Regions from separate parts of the Mus musculus genome. Here region 1 is linked to region 2. The links are chromatin contacts, called in public promoter capture Hi-C maps. All regions are on one chromosome and are shown on one strand. The core of a region is the stretch at or near the end of the contact, and the rest is flanking DNA. Distances in the headings are between cores, read along the strand shown. Region 1 holds the start of Crybg3 (beta-gamma crystallin domain containing 3). Region 2 holds the start of Ftdc1 (ferritin domain containing 1).

What was found. Capture Hi-C pulls out chosen DNA fragments and counts their contacts.
Region 1: a contact with region 2 is called in a promoter capture Hi-C map of adipose tissue. The contact joins the promoter of Crybg3 here to the promoter of Ftdc1 in region 2. A contact is called at or near these places in 3 of 39 promoter capture datasets (the 3T3-L1 cell line, hippocampal neurons and pre-B cells), 1 of 115 datasets of contacts at active chromatin or transcription factors (large pre-B cells) and 1 of 9 other capture datasets (adipose tissue).

What each region holds. Positions count from the first base shown.
Region 1 is chr16:59,598,728-59,605,056 of GRCm38.p6, forward strand. Crybg3 (beta-gamma crystallin domain containing 3) reads right to left here and starts at 2,320. Exons shown (of 22, transcript NM_174848.4): 1 at 2,018-2,320. The coding sequence starts at 2,166.
Region 2 is chr16:58,615,181-58,621,560 of GRCm38.p6, forward strand. It overlaps Ftdc1 (ferritin domain containing 1), which reads right to left and starts at 1,798. Exons shown (of 4, transcript NM_001033404.2): 1 at 1,662-1,798; 2 at 533-676. The coding sequence starts at 1,763.

The DNA.
Region 1 (6,329 bases), core at 1,070-3,569, 980 kb after region 2:
CACATACACTGATACATACACACATGCACACATACACACATACATACACATACATACACATACACACACACACACACACTCGAGGGACGTCAGGGTCAGTTTGCAGCACAGGTAAAAGGTAGCAATGTCACTTTGAACAGCTCTCTTTAAAAATGCTTTTGTTTTTATTTTTACAGTAAAATACAGATTGTGATCATTCGAGCTTGTGGAAAGTTGTGCCAAATCAATTCCTAAATTTTGGACCACTAGACATGTTCCAGGTTGTAATTACTGTTTTTTATGTGGGAGACCTTTTCTTGGCTACCCACTATTGCAAGCAAAGTCACACCATGACTGCAAAAGATCAACCCGGCTCTCATTAAAAGGTTTTACTGCCACAAAAGAAACAACCAAAGTGTGTCCTTTCAGCTTGAAACAGGATCACGGGCACAAATCCCAAGTCTGTTTCCAATCTTGTCACCACCAACATTGTTCTATTACTGGGAGGATGGGACCTACTGAGTGGTTCCATTTGTTGCCTTGCGCTTTCAATAAGGGCTTTGTGTTTATTTCTATCTGTGAAAAAGAAAGATTTAAGCTCCTATAAAACAGCTAAACACACACACACACACACACACACACACACACACACGAGGGATTATCTGCAATCCCCTTAACATCTGGCCAGTTCTAAAACAGATGAGAACAAAATTAGTGCTCGCGTAAGCATAATTAAAACCGCATCGTGAAAAGCCATAGCCAGGGCCTATCAGTGGTGAGGAGAGACAGAAAGGGGTAGGTGAAAAGGATCTATCTAGCTGCTGGATTAGTCAGCCCGGTGCAGAAAGAGTTCAGAATGGAGGAGTGCCTGCCTTAAAAGGGCAAATAGGCCAGGGGAACAGGCAGGATTTCAGGACAATGCTGATAGGAGCTGGCCTGCTTACTCCATTCCACCACTCTCAAGTTTCCAAAGGGCGCTGAGTCTACTGCTTTCAGATCACAGGGGACTGTTAGGGACAACGTTAGAGCCACATTAGAGCCACGACAGGTGAGACCTCCCAGATTTCAGAACTACCATTAAGGACGGGGAAACTTCGAATGTTAAAAGCATCAACAACCAGGCCAAAAGTATCTGAAACTTCCTAGTAGAATAACCAGTCAATTATAATTGGTCATTTCTTGGAAAGACGTATTATGCTAACAGGTGATTACACTGGAAATGATTCACAATTAGGAAAAGCAAGGAGAACGAAGGGCTAACAACAAATCACAAACCCTAAATAGTAATGGAACTAGAAGCGTCAGTTGTTTCCGATCCATTTTTCTTTGAAGTCCATCAGCAAGTCTTTAGTCTGAGGTAAATATAGCTCTCTAGAGGGCAACCTTCCAAGGACATGGGTTACAGGTTCTTCTGGTGCAAGTGAAGTTGGCTTCACTTCTCAAAAAAAAAAAAAAAAAAAAAGGAGAAAGAAGCGAAACCACCTCTCCTTTAGGGTTGATAAGGAAATTTAAAAACGGGCATTTTAATGAGACGAATTTTTAAAATGTCAATCTTTAAAGCAGCAGGAGTAGAGGAAAAATGATTATGGAAAGAGTGCAAGAGTGCACATACTAATCATTAAACTGAGCCAGCTCTCAGCTCCGGCCCTGGTTCCCCAAATCGGAGCGCTTCCGTCAGATGTCCCCAGTGAGAGAGACAGAGAGAAAGGAGGAAGGGCGGCAACATTTAAACTGTAAACAAATCTGGCGAAGACTTCAGATTCTGGATGTCGTCTCAGAAAGCTCTGATTGCAACTCTTTTAGGAATCACTTCGAGAAAACCTTAAGATGGCAAAGCACGACGCGGAGGGGCGCGAGATTCCCTCGGCAGCTTCAGAGCCTCCCGGAGTGGAGGGGACAGAGCCGGGAGCCCCCGATGGCGGCGGGAAAAGCCACCGGCCGGGAGCAAGAACTTCCCCAGATCTAAGCCACCCAGGGCGGGACCGGAGGAAACCCGAGCGGCGGAGGAAGGCGCGCACGGCGCCCCCGCGGCTCCCACCTGGCTGCACTCCGGCTCACTCCCGCCGGCTGGCCGGTCCCCGGCTTCTCCTCCTCTTCCTCTTCCTTGTCCCGAGAAGGGTTCCGCGGAGCGAAGAACCGAGAGAAGCTGTGCCAGGGGGCGCTGCCCCTCCTGCGGCCGCCGGACATCTCCCCACCGGCTCGGCCGCGCCGTCCGCGGGCCCCGACGAGCCGCTGGCCGGAGCGAGGGTGGCCGCAGCCCTGGCTCGCTGAGCGCAGCGAGAGTCGGCCCGGGCCGCCGGCGCGGCTCCTCCAGCCCGGCCGGCACGAGCGCTCCCCGTGCGGCTCCTCCTCCCGCCCGCGCCCGGAGCTGCCCGCCCCCGGGAGGAGCCAGTGGCCGCGACCGCCCTGTCGGCCACAGCGTGCAGATCCGGGAGGAGCAGCCTGGGGATGCTAGGCTCCGGCTTCCCGCCCAAACCAGCCCAGCCCGCAGCCCACTTGGCTTGGCCAACAGTCAACTGTAAATGCTTTGCTTCCCTTTCCCGAGTTAGGGCTGTTTTAAAACAGGGTAATCAATTAAAGTCTGGGGAAACACCTGGCAAGAAGCAGCACCCGCGTGCCCTGCAGCCTGGAACCTGAGCACAGCCTTTCTAAAGACAGTTTCAGCCTGCAAGGGTAGGTCCCATCTGTCCTGCTGTCAGCACCTTGTTTCTGCTTCAGCTGGCTCAGATGAGGAGCCACCAACCCAGGTGTGTTTTAGCGCTCACCCTTCACCTGTGGGCCACTCCCAGAATCCTTTTTCAAAAAAACCGTCCCTGATCACAAAACCAAATCTGATTCAGGTATGACTCAAACTAGAAAAATGCTGAAACAAATATTTGGTTGTTGCGCAGATACTCCTGTATTCTGGAACGCCAAAGGCCCTTAACATTAGTTTAAAACGAATATCTGGTTATGATAAAAATGACTTTATACAGCGGAGCTGCTAACAGAGAAAGCACACAGAGCCATATTCGCCCCAGGTGTATTGTTATAGTTTGTCTGAAGTCAAACTCCAGAGGTATGAAGTTCAAGATAACAGTGGGACATTTAGTAACTAAAAATGTTATGTGGGCAAATCACATGAAAATAGGGTGATAGCTGTCTGTGGCTGGCTGGAGAAGTGAGGAGGTTGAACGTCTACCTGTCGGCCCCAAGGAATCATAGTGCCGGTTAAGGAGCCTTCCCGCGGACCCACAGCTACCCCTTTGAGGCATTTTAATCTGTCAACTGGATCTGAAACTAGGAGTATGAGAGTAAGAAAAAAATTAGGATCAGATACAGATGGACAAGCAAATTCTTCCATGCAGCTACAGGGCCTGGAGAATAATGTGCCTCCCCAACGCAATGTTAGCTGACTAGCAGTTGCCTCCCCCTGTTGCCCTGTGACAAAAAGTGGTCCTACACCTCAGTGTTGGCACAGAGGGTCCAGGCAAGGAGTCTGTCTGGGGATAAAAGTGTCTGGGCGTCAATAAGATTATGAGGCAAATTCTGATTTTCAATAATACTATTTCTCTCAATTAGCTGATAGGAAAATGTTATAGTAGTCCACGTATTAATGTTTCTTTACAACTGGTCTCCTAGGTATATGCAGAAGTATTAGGCTCACGGCATGGAAAGTTCTTGGTATTGAATGTTTGCTTTTCCAATACTTAGATTTTTAGATTTCCTGTACCCTAGAGTCTTGACATACAATAGCAGGTTCTTGAATCCTAGATTCTAGGATTTTGTTATGAAATCTGTGAAAGCACTTTCAAATTTCAGTTGGAAACATCTCAGAGATACTAATTTTATGCACTCAACTTCGCTTCATTTCAAATTCAGTTTTCATCCAGACATTTGGTAAGTGGCTGAGGCAGGAGCATTCTTTCCATAAAGCTGACGAAGTTCATGGGTTTTTTGTTTGTTTGTTGTTTTTGGGGTTTTTTTTCGAGACAGGGTTTCTCAGTATAGTCCTGGCTGTCCTGGACTCATGTAGACCAGGCTGGCCTTGAACTCAGAAATCCGCCTGCCTCTGCCTCCCAAGTGCTAGGATTAAAGGCGTGCACCACCACCGCCCTGCCGAAGTTCACGTTTGAAGACACTTCACTGGTACTGCCTTTTCCAGTGTGCGCAGTGACTGGATGGTCACGTGTTCTTAGACGACTGTCAACGTAATTTCTTCTTTAAAGCTAAGTGGATTGGGACCACAGGACTCTTCCTCTATCCTATGTCCGGAGTTCGTAGGTTCTAGAGTTCTTTGGCTCACACTGAGGTCTGGTGAATGGAGACTCCAATGGCTTTGATCTTCTTGGGAAAATATTTATGTTGTTTTAAGCTGCTCCTCTTCGGAGGATAGTTCAGTTATTGCTTAAATTCCACCTTGTTCATTGCGCAACTCATCCAGGTTTACACCCAAGATACAAGACCAGAGGTTCTGTTGAGACATGAATACACACATGGCTTCCAAGATTTCAAGTATGTAGATGGTGAAGGTGAAAGAGGCTATGAAGTGTGCAGCTGGAAAATGACATGTGTTACGTATTCCAGATACCAGCCGACAACACTGCAAGACACAGAACTGTTTCTAATTGACACCAATTCTGTCATAGTAGTAATATGTTCCATAACGCACTCTACATTTTTTTCTATTCAATGTAAACTGTGTCAAATTGAAATTTTCAGACTTATTAGACCTACACCAGAAATTTGAGCTCTCTATGTGTGTGTCAGGACGTAAAGATGCTCGTTTTCATGCCTTTTCTATAAATAATATATAACACCAAGTGAAACAGTGGAAAGACTGGGCTATTTAGTTCCATTGTCTTGTACGTACGATGACATTAAAAATATTTCCATATGAAAGGTTTTCAAAGGATACACTATGAATTTTTAATATGTAGACATATGCCAAGTAGGAAATAGGAAAAAATACATTGCTTTTATAGAATTTGCTAAGTTTGCAGTGGATCTTTTAGAGTTACTAATTCGCGTCCTATTATGTCCCAAATCATTTAATATAAATTTCGTTTTTAGTTTCAGTGTTTTTTTTTTGTTTTGTTTTTGTTGTGTTTTTTTTTTGTTTTGTTTTTTTTGTTTTTTTTTTTTGTTTGTTTTTTTTTTGTTTTTTTTTTTTTTTGCTTTAGAGAGAGCCTCACAAAAGGGAATCATCATTATGGATTAGGAAAAGGGTTGGAAGGGAAGCAATGGGGACTGGACTTGGTGAAAACACATTATATGTGTGTATGAAATTCTTAATCAATACAGAGGTTCCCCCAAAGTTTTGAAAACTACAGATGCCACAACACTAAATTTGTCTTTTAAGTGCCCAAGATGTGTCAGCCCCACACTCCTGTGTAAAGATTAAGACAGTATGCCCTCTTTCAAGGAACCACTTTGATGGGAAAGCAGTTGTGTCCAGGAGAAGAGAAGGGAACTTGTTCTGTAGGTGTATATGGGGGAGGGTTGTCCTGGAAAGCTCACAGGAGGAAGTGCCTTACTGCTAGATTCTCTGCCTCTGGTGACTACATCACTTCTACAAAAAGACTAATACAGTCGCCCATAAATATGAGGAAGTGTCAAGTTTGCCACATGAGAGTGTATTGCCATTCCCAAAGCGGAAGTACCGTATGGCTCAAAAGTGTGTGACCGGACTGGAAATGCCGATCCTTGAAGCGTTTAGGGGAGGAGGCATGAGGAGGTTGGAAATGCTGAGCTTTTCTGTTGTGGAGGGAAAAACTACCGAATCTATCTTCGAGCAGAGTATTTACTGTGTGGCAGGTGGCCCGGGAATATTAAGACAGCTGTCAACATCAAGGAAGGCACCAGCCCATGAAAAAGCAAACAGATGGGTTGGGGCACTTCACTGGCTGCCTCTTAGAATAATAGTGGTGCTCGGCCAAATGAGGCAAAGTCAAGCTGCCGAGGGCAGCGAAAAAGCTATTACTGGATAGAAGCGCTCAATTAGGAGGGAGGTGGGGACGGTATAGCCTCCCCCTTTCCTTTGTCTGCATACGCAAGTTTTCATTAAAAACCATGACAGCAAGGAAGAAAGGAGCAACGATGCTAGAGTTTCTCATTCTGTTACATTCTGACTGTCACGGTTTGTGACGTAGGGAAATGCCTCATCTTAGTGCTTCAATGAGAGCAGATGGTGAAGTTTTTAATAATTGGTTATTCAAACTTGTATGGAATACACGATGTTTTATTGTATTGTTCCTGGTTTTCTTTGCAGAACATGCGGAGAGTGAACTCATTCAAACCCACGATTAAATAGATGTGTTAGTTTGAGCTAAGTTGCATTTATTATTTTATTCCTCCAGGATGATATATAT
Region 2 (6,380 bases), core at 548-3,047:
CGTTGAGCTAGGATACAAGTCTTAACTGAAGATCAGACAGTTTCTTTGGAGTGCCAGCACTTAGTGAGAACAGTGTAGTTCAAGACACTGACAAGACAAACATAATGAATACCTGAGGGTCTACCTAAAGTTTCTGTGAACTGAAAAAGGAGGGTAATAGCTCTGGGAAGACTCACGAGAGCCCTGCTTCTAAGCTCTTCAGAGCATTAGGCCCATCTGAGGAGTTTGTTAAGGCACAGCTTCTTGGCCCTACTCACAATCAGGTTTCTTGGGCAAGGCGAGAGTCATGAACTTGAATATTTCACCATTCACCTATGATGCTGGTGCTGCAGATGCAGAGATTTGTGTGGTTGGCTGATTGAGAAAAGCCAGACAGGTATTTAATGGACATGTTTCATCCCTGAAGCTATTGACTCACGTCCAGTTACTAAGAACATGAATAACCTAACTAGGACATTTAAATAGCAAGCACCTATATTTTAGATTTAGAAAAAAGCCCCAGCAGAAATTGTTAAAGTAGAATTACAGTCACCTGAATTTCCGGAATGCAGACCTTATTACCTCTTTCGGTGATGTATGCCAGGATTCTTTTGGCATAAAACCATTTCACTGAAGCCTTGTCCTGCGAATATGCTCCAAAACTAGTCATTGTCGTGTCATCGCTGTACAAGCAAGCCTAGGACGGAGGTGAGGATTTGGGGGAAGGGAGAAGGGTAACAGAAGTTAAAATTTCAGGTAGGAATCTCATGAAAAGAGTTTCTTGTCTCAGTGGTCATCTAGAAGAGGTCTTGGATGTTCCGAGTGTCTTGCTTGTCCTTTGAATTCCAGAAGTTTCTATCTTCTTGAACTCAGGATGCCCCAAAGAGCAGCCACTCAGAGAAGTTTCTAATCTTTTTACAGTATGGATTTTCTATGGATCAGACCTGTTAACATTATCAGTTTCATCCACTGACTGTATAGATCCATGACAGAAGCCTACCACAGGGGGCTAGAGAAATGGTTCAGTGGTTAAGAGCACTGGCTTCTCTTCCAGAGGACCCTGGTTCAATTCCAAGCACCCACAAGGCATCTCACAACCATCTAACAGTTCCAGAGGATTGGTCATCTTCATACAGACATACATGCAGGCAAAACGTTACTGTACATTAAAAAATAAATACATTAAAAACAGACAAACATTACCAGAAGGCTAGGCCTTTAATCCCAGCACTCGGGAGACAGAGTCAGGAGAATCTCTGAGTTCAAAGCCCCCACTGTTCTACAGAGTGAGTTCCAGGACAGCCAAGGCTATACAAAGAAACCCTGTCTCAAAAAAGGAAAAAAAAAAAAAGCCTAGCACAAATTTACTAAAAAGCTAAGAGCAGATTTATCATACATGTTGACCGTGAATATGAAATTGCATTTAGCTATAAAAGGGCTTATTCTGCTACCATTGGCTATTGTTTGGGAACCCAAGTGAAGAACTGATTCCCCTTCTTGTTGCTTGTAGTTTGCTGTCACAGTTCTCAATCACCAAAGCCTCGCCATTGAACTACCTTCTCACCTAATGTTAGATGTGAAGATGTGAATGTTAGATACCCAATGATATGAAGGTAGTAAATGTGTCATCACCCAGATCAGAACAAAGTCTACCCTCATAGTAGCCCAAGAGCTCTACTAACCAAGAACATATAAGCATCACTGAGGTTCATCTGCATACAGGCAATTCGATGAATATAAGCTAAAGCCTCTTCCGGAATGGGCTTCCTTCTCTTAGGTCCCATCTCAGCAATAGGAGAATTCAGCCAGAAGATGTGCTACCCACTTCACTGGAAAGGCTCTTAAATACTAAGGAGTGGATACAACCCACCCCTTGTAACAAGTTGAAATCACCGCCACCTGAGACTGCAGCTGCTAATCTACCAACAAGGACACTGTGTCTGGGTAAAGAAACCAAAACGAGCAGAGAGACAATGTATCAAAGAGGGATTGGAGCTTCTAATTTTCTCAATACTCGTTCTGAAGGGTAATGCGAATTATTTTAAATTTCTCAGTTTTCTTGGAATGATGATGGCATAGCCTGCTTGATATACATCAAATCTAAGGAGCATGTTAAACAAACAAACAAAAACACTTGTTTATAGGAAACACTACAACCCCTTCCCTCTTCGTACATAATTGAGCTGACTGTGGAATATGGTTGAGTTCTGAAATCTCCTATTCCAGCTAGAAGAGGCATACAGATTTTGTGGGTAAACTGGCACTTCAAGTTGGCCTTGTGAGCAGACAGAAGATGGAGAAGTGGAAGCAGAAAAAAAGGCATTCCCCCCTGCAGCTGTAATAAGCACACACAGCTGTAGCTACAAGACCATGCTGCTGTTTCCCAATTTTGCAATTGGCATCTTCTTGGCTCCTTCCTTATTCTTTCTTTCAAGGGTCTCTTTGTGGCTTGGCATGTACAGATTTCACCATTCTTTATGGCTGATAATGGGGTGCTTCTAGAAATGTACTGAGTCACTGTTAAAAAAATACATCTGACATAAGAATAAAGCTTAAAATTCAGGACATGCAGAGATGGCTCAGCAGTTAAGAACACTGGCTGCTTTGGGGACAGAACTTCCTTGTCTGGCCTCCGTGGGACAGGATGTGCCTAACCCTGCAGACTTGATGCACTAGGGGTGGGGGGATATCTGGGAAGCCCCACTCTCATAGGAAAAGGGGGTGGGGAGAGGGACTCTGAGAGGGGGCAACCAAGAGGAGGGCATCAATCGGTATGCAAAATGAATGAATGAATGAATAAATGGGGGGGGGCTCTTCCAGAGCTGTTGCTCTTCCAGAGGACTCGGATAGTCCCAGCACCCACATGGTAGCTCACAACTGTTTAGAGCTCCAGCTCCAGGGAACTAACACCCTTACACAGACATACATGTAGAGGAAAAAAAATTAAGATCCCAACTTTGAGCTAACCCCTGCCTTCTTGGAATGAATGGAAATGGCATCTGTCTAGGCAGGTGCTACCCTGCAGTCCACGCTATTCTGGAGGGTGAGCAGCAAATATCTTGATTTGGGGAGACAGTTTGAATAGCAATTGCCTCAAAGTCCACCCCTGGAGAAGGGTGAAAAAAAAAAAACCTCTTTTTTTTTTCCTCCTTGAGGGAGAAGTTAAACTTTGAAACTTGGTTGGAGTCAAACAAGGTAGTCTTAAAGAAGAAATGATCAGATCCATGTTTCTTGACTCAACAGACTCCAATTGAGTCTCCGATTACTCCTATAAAGGAGAGGTGGTTTCAGTCAGTGCTTCTCAAAACATCATTTGCAGGGAACTTTGTTCAAATGCAGAAGTGTGGTTGGTGGAGCCTGAGGCAATGCATTTCTAACCTACTGCCAGGTAGTGCCTGTCCAGGGACACACCTTCAGGGGAAAGGGTATAAGAATATTCCCAAAAATTCTGGGAAATTCTGTAGGGCGCTCATGGCACAGGTGTTGATCATTGCTTAAGAAGGGAGAGAAAAGCATTTTCTAGAGAAAAAAGCATTCCCCAAGGTATCAGGTCCTCCACAGCAGCCCTCCTGGAAAGGCAGTCGTGCTAGCAATTCTGGAATAGCTGGGCTCTAGAGTTTAGACTCGTCTGAGAATGTGGCACCTGTGCAGATTGACCACTGTTGTTTTGAATGCTATTGTATGAGGGTTTGCCTACGTACATGTATATGCGCCATGTGTGTGCCTAGCCTCTGAAGGTCAGAAGGTCACAAGACACCATTGGATCCCTTGAATCTCAAGCCAGAGTAGTTGTGAGCCCCCATGTAGGTGCTGAGAACAGAACTGAGGGCCTCTACAAGAACAGCAAATGCTCTTAACCCCCGAGCCATCTCCAGCTTCCTGTCCAGCTTTTGCCTAGGTGATACGTGACCACAATTCCTCCTCTTCAAACCTTGTGGTTCTTTTTTGGAAGATCAGCAATTTGTGGGTAACGGTGACAAGTTTATACTGTCTAACCTACAAGTTAGTAAACCTGGAATTCATGGATTTGTTACTGGAATAGAATAGTCTGAGAATTTGGATATTTCTGGGTGGGTTTAAAGAACTTTCCTTGTAAACATTCTGTGATTGTACTATACAGCCACAACAGAGAACTGAATGCATATTTATAAACCCAGTTTTGTTCTTTTAATGAGATGGAACTAAGGATTTTTGCTAATCTAACACTATTCTTTCTCTCTCGTCTCTGTTTCTGTCTCTGTCTCTCTCTCACACACACAAACACACACATATGCATGAATTAATGGAAACATATCACATCTTTAGTAATTAGTGTGTGTGTGTGTGGGGGGGGGGGGACATGCCGTGAATGTCAGAAGACAACTTGTGAGAGTCAGTTCTTTTCTTTTACTCCATGGGTCCTAGGGCTCAAACTCATATCATCAGGCTTGACAGCAGTTGCCGTTGCCATTTCCATAGCCCTGTTAAGTTTTTATAATTATACTTTTAATCATTGACAAATGAACAGATATGTATATGTAGTATGTATATGTGTGTGTGAGTTTGGACATGCATGTTTGATGGCACACCTGTGGAGCACAACCTCTGCCATCAGTCCTCACCTTTGACTTGGGGATAGAATCTCTCTTCCTCACTGCTGTATTTGCTGGGCTAGTTGGCCTGCCAGCTTCCACAGTCTTTCTGTTTCCCATCTCTTGCTAGGACAATGCTGGGGCTCCAGATGCTATGGTACTATGTGTATAATGGGGATCAGGACTCAGCATATCAGGCCCGTGCACGAAGCACTTTACTCATCGGGCCATCTCCCCAGCTTAACTGTTTTCAATCAACCCATAGTTATACACAAATTTATGGGGCATGTGTGATATTTTGACACAGATATACAGTGAATAATTATTCCACTGTGGACAATTTGACTATGATATTTGTTACAAAAAATTTTTTTCTTTGAATCTGACTTGGGTTCTTTGAACTTCCTACACTTGGATATTTCCCAAGACTGGGAGAGGGTAGAAATTCTTCTTGTAGGTTCTGTGTTTTTGATTCTCTTACTCTGCATTTCACTGTCTTCAGAGGGCTCTCAAAGGTTTGGTAGACATCCTTCATTTTTCCTTATTCATATTCTTCTTTTGCTTTGTTTGCCTTTCTTCCTTTGTTTTTTGTCTGACTTGAATGACTAACAAATGAAGAGCCCAGAGTAATTCCAGGAATAGTTCTGTCATGGCTGCCATCTTACTGGTAGCATGGCCTGAAACTCTACGTTCTTTTCTGTTGCAGTAAAAACGTGGCCTGTGTGAGTTCCATAAAGGTTGGGATGAGATCACTCCCTTGCCTGTACCAACACCCTGGGCTGGAGAACCTACCCTCAATTTACAAATTCATTCTTTATTATCCCCTGAACATCTGTCTGTGGATTTGGGCATCAAAAGGAGACTGCTCAGGCCTTTGGAGGTCGTTGTGTTGGGTCCCGACTGACCGCAACCCTAACTGGTTAGAAGCACCCCCTTCACCCCGCAGTAAATAAAGTTGTGTTGAGTTTATTTCTGACTTTGGCGATCCTTTCCTCGTTATTTGCACACCCTGTGAATTCAACATTTTGGTGCATTGGCCAGGTATCATGCAATTTGAGGAAAAGAGACCCCAAGTCTCTTGGCAACTTTGTTCTTTTGGTCTTGACCCAAGTTTTCTTTTGGTGTCCAGGCAAATTGGGTGCCATGCACTCCGGTCGAGTCAGCTTGACAGGCTGTGAAGCCTAAAAGCCACTCACGAGGCAGAGAGTTTCAAGGAAGCTCACCTCCTTTGAGTTTTGGTGGTCTCATTTATCCATATACTCATACTCTATTCCCTCGTTAGTCTGGTGTATAGATCTACGAGCTCTCTTTTAATATTTTATTATAAATGCCTTTTCAGATTAAATTCTGTTATAGTTAGTCTCCCCAGTGTTCCAAGATCCCAGAAGCCGCAGAGCTTAGAGTCCTGTGAGAAGGCAGTAAGGAAGTTAACCTATTCAGTAACTAATTAAGCATTACAATAGACGGAGCCAGTGGCTCAACTGGTCTGCTGAAAGAGCCAGGGAATCTCACTGAGATAGAAATCTTCAGTAAGGCTACATTGCATATTAAAAGCAAGTTGGTATATTCTCCTGACAAATGGAGATTCTCCAGACACTTAAAAGTTACACTCATATAAGAATTTAGCAAGGCCTAGGAAATTAGGGGGGTTGTGATATTGCATTATTCTTAAGGTCTGCCAAGAGCAGAACCCCCTGGTGCTAGCCTTCACAAGGTTCAAAGGTATAACACTAGAGTGTAAAATCCTTGCCTGTTACTAAACTGATCCTAGGCAGGACTGCTTTATCTTTACTGTAAACATTTACCTGGTTCCTGTAAATCCTTTTGAAG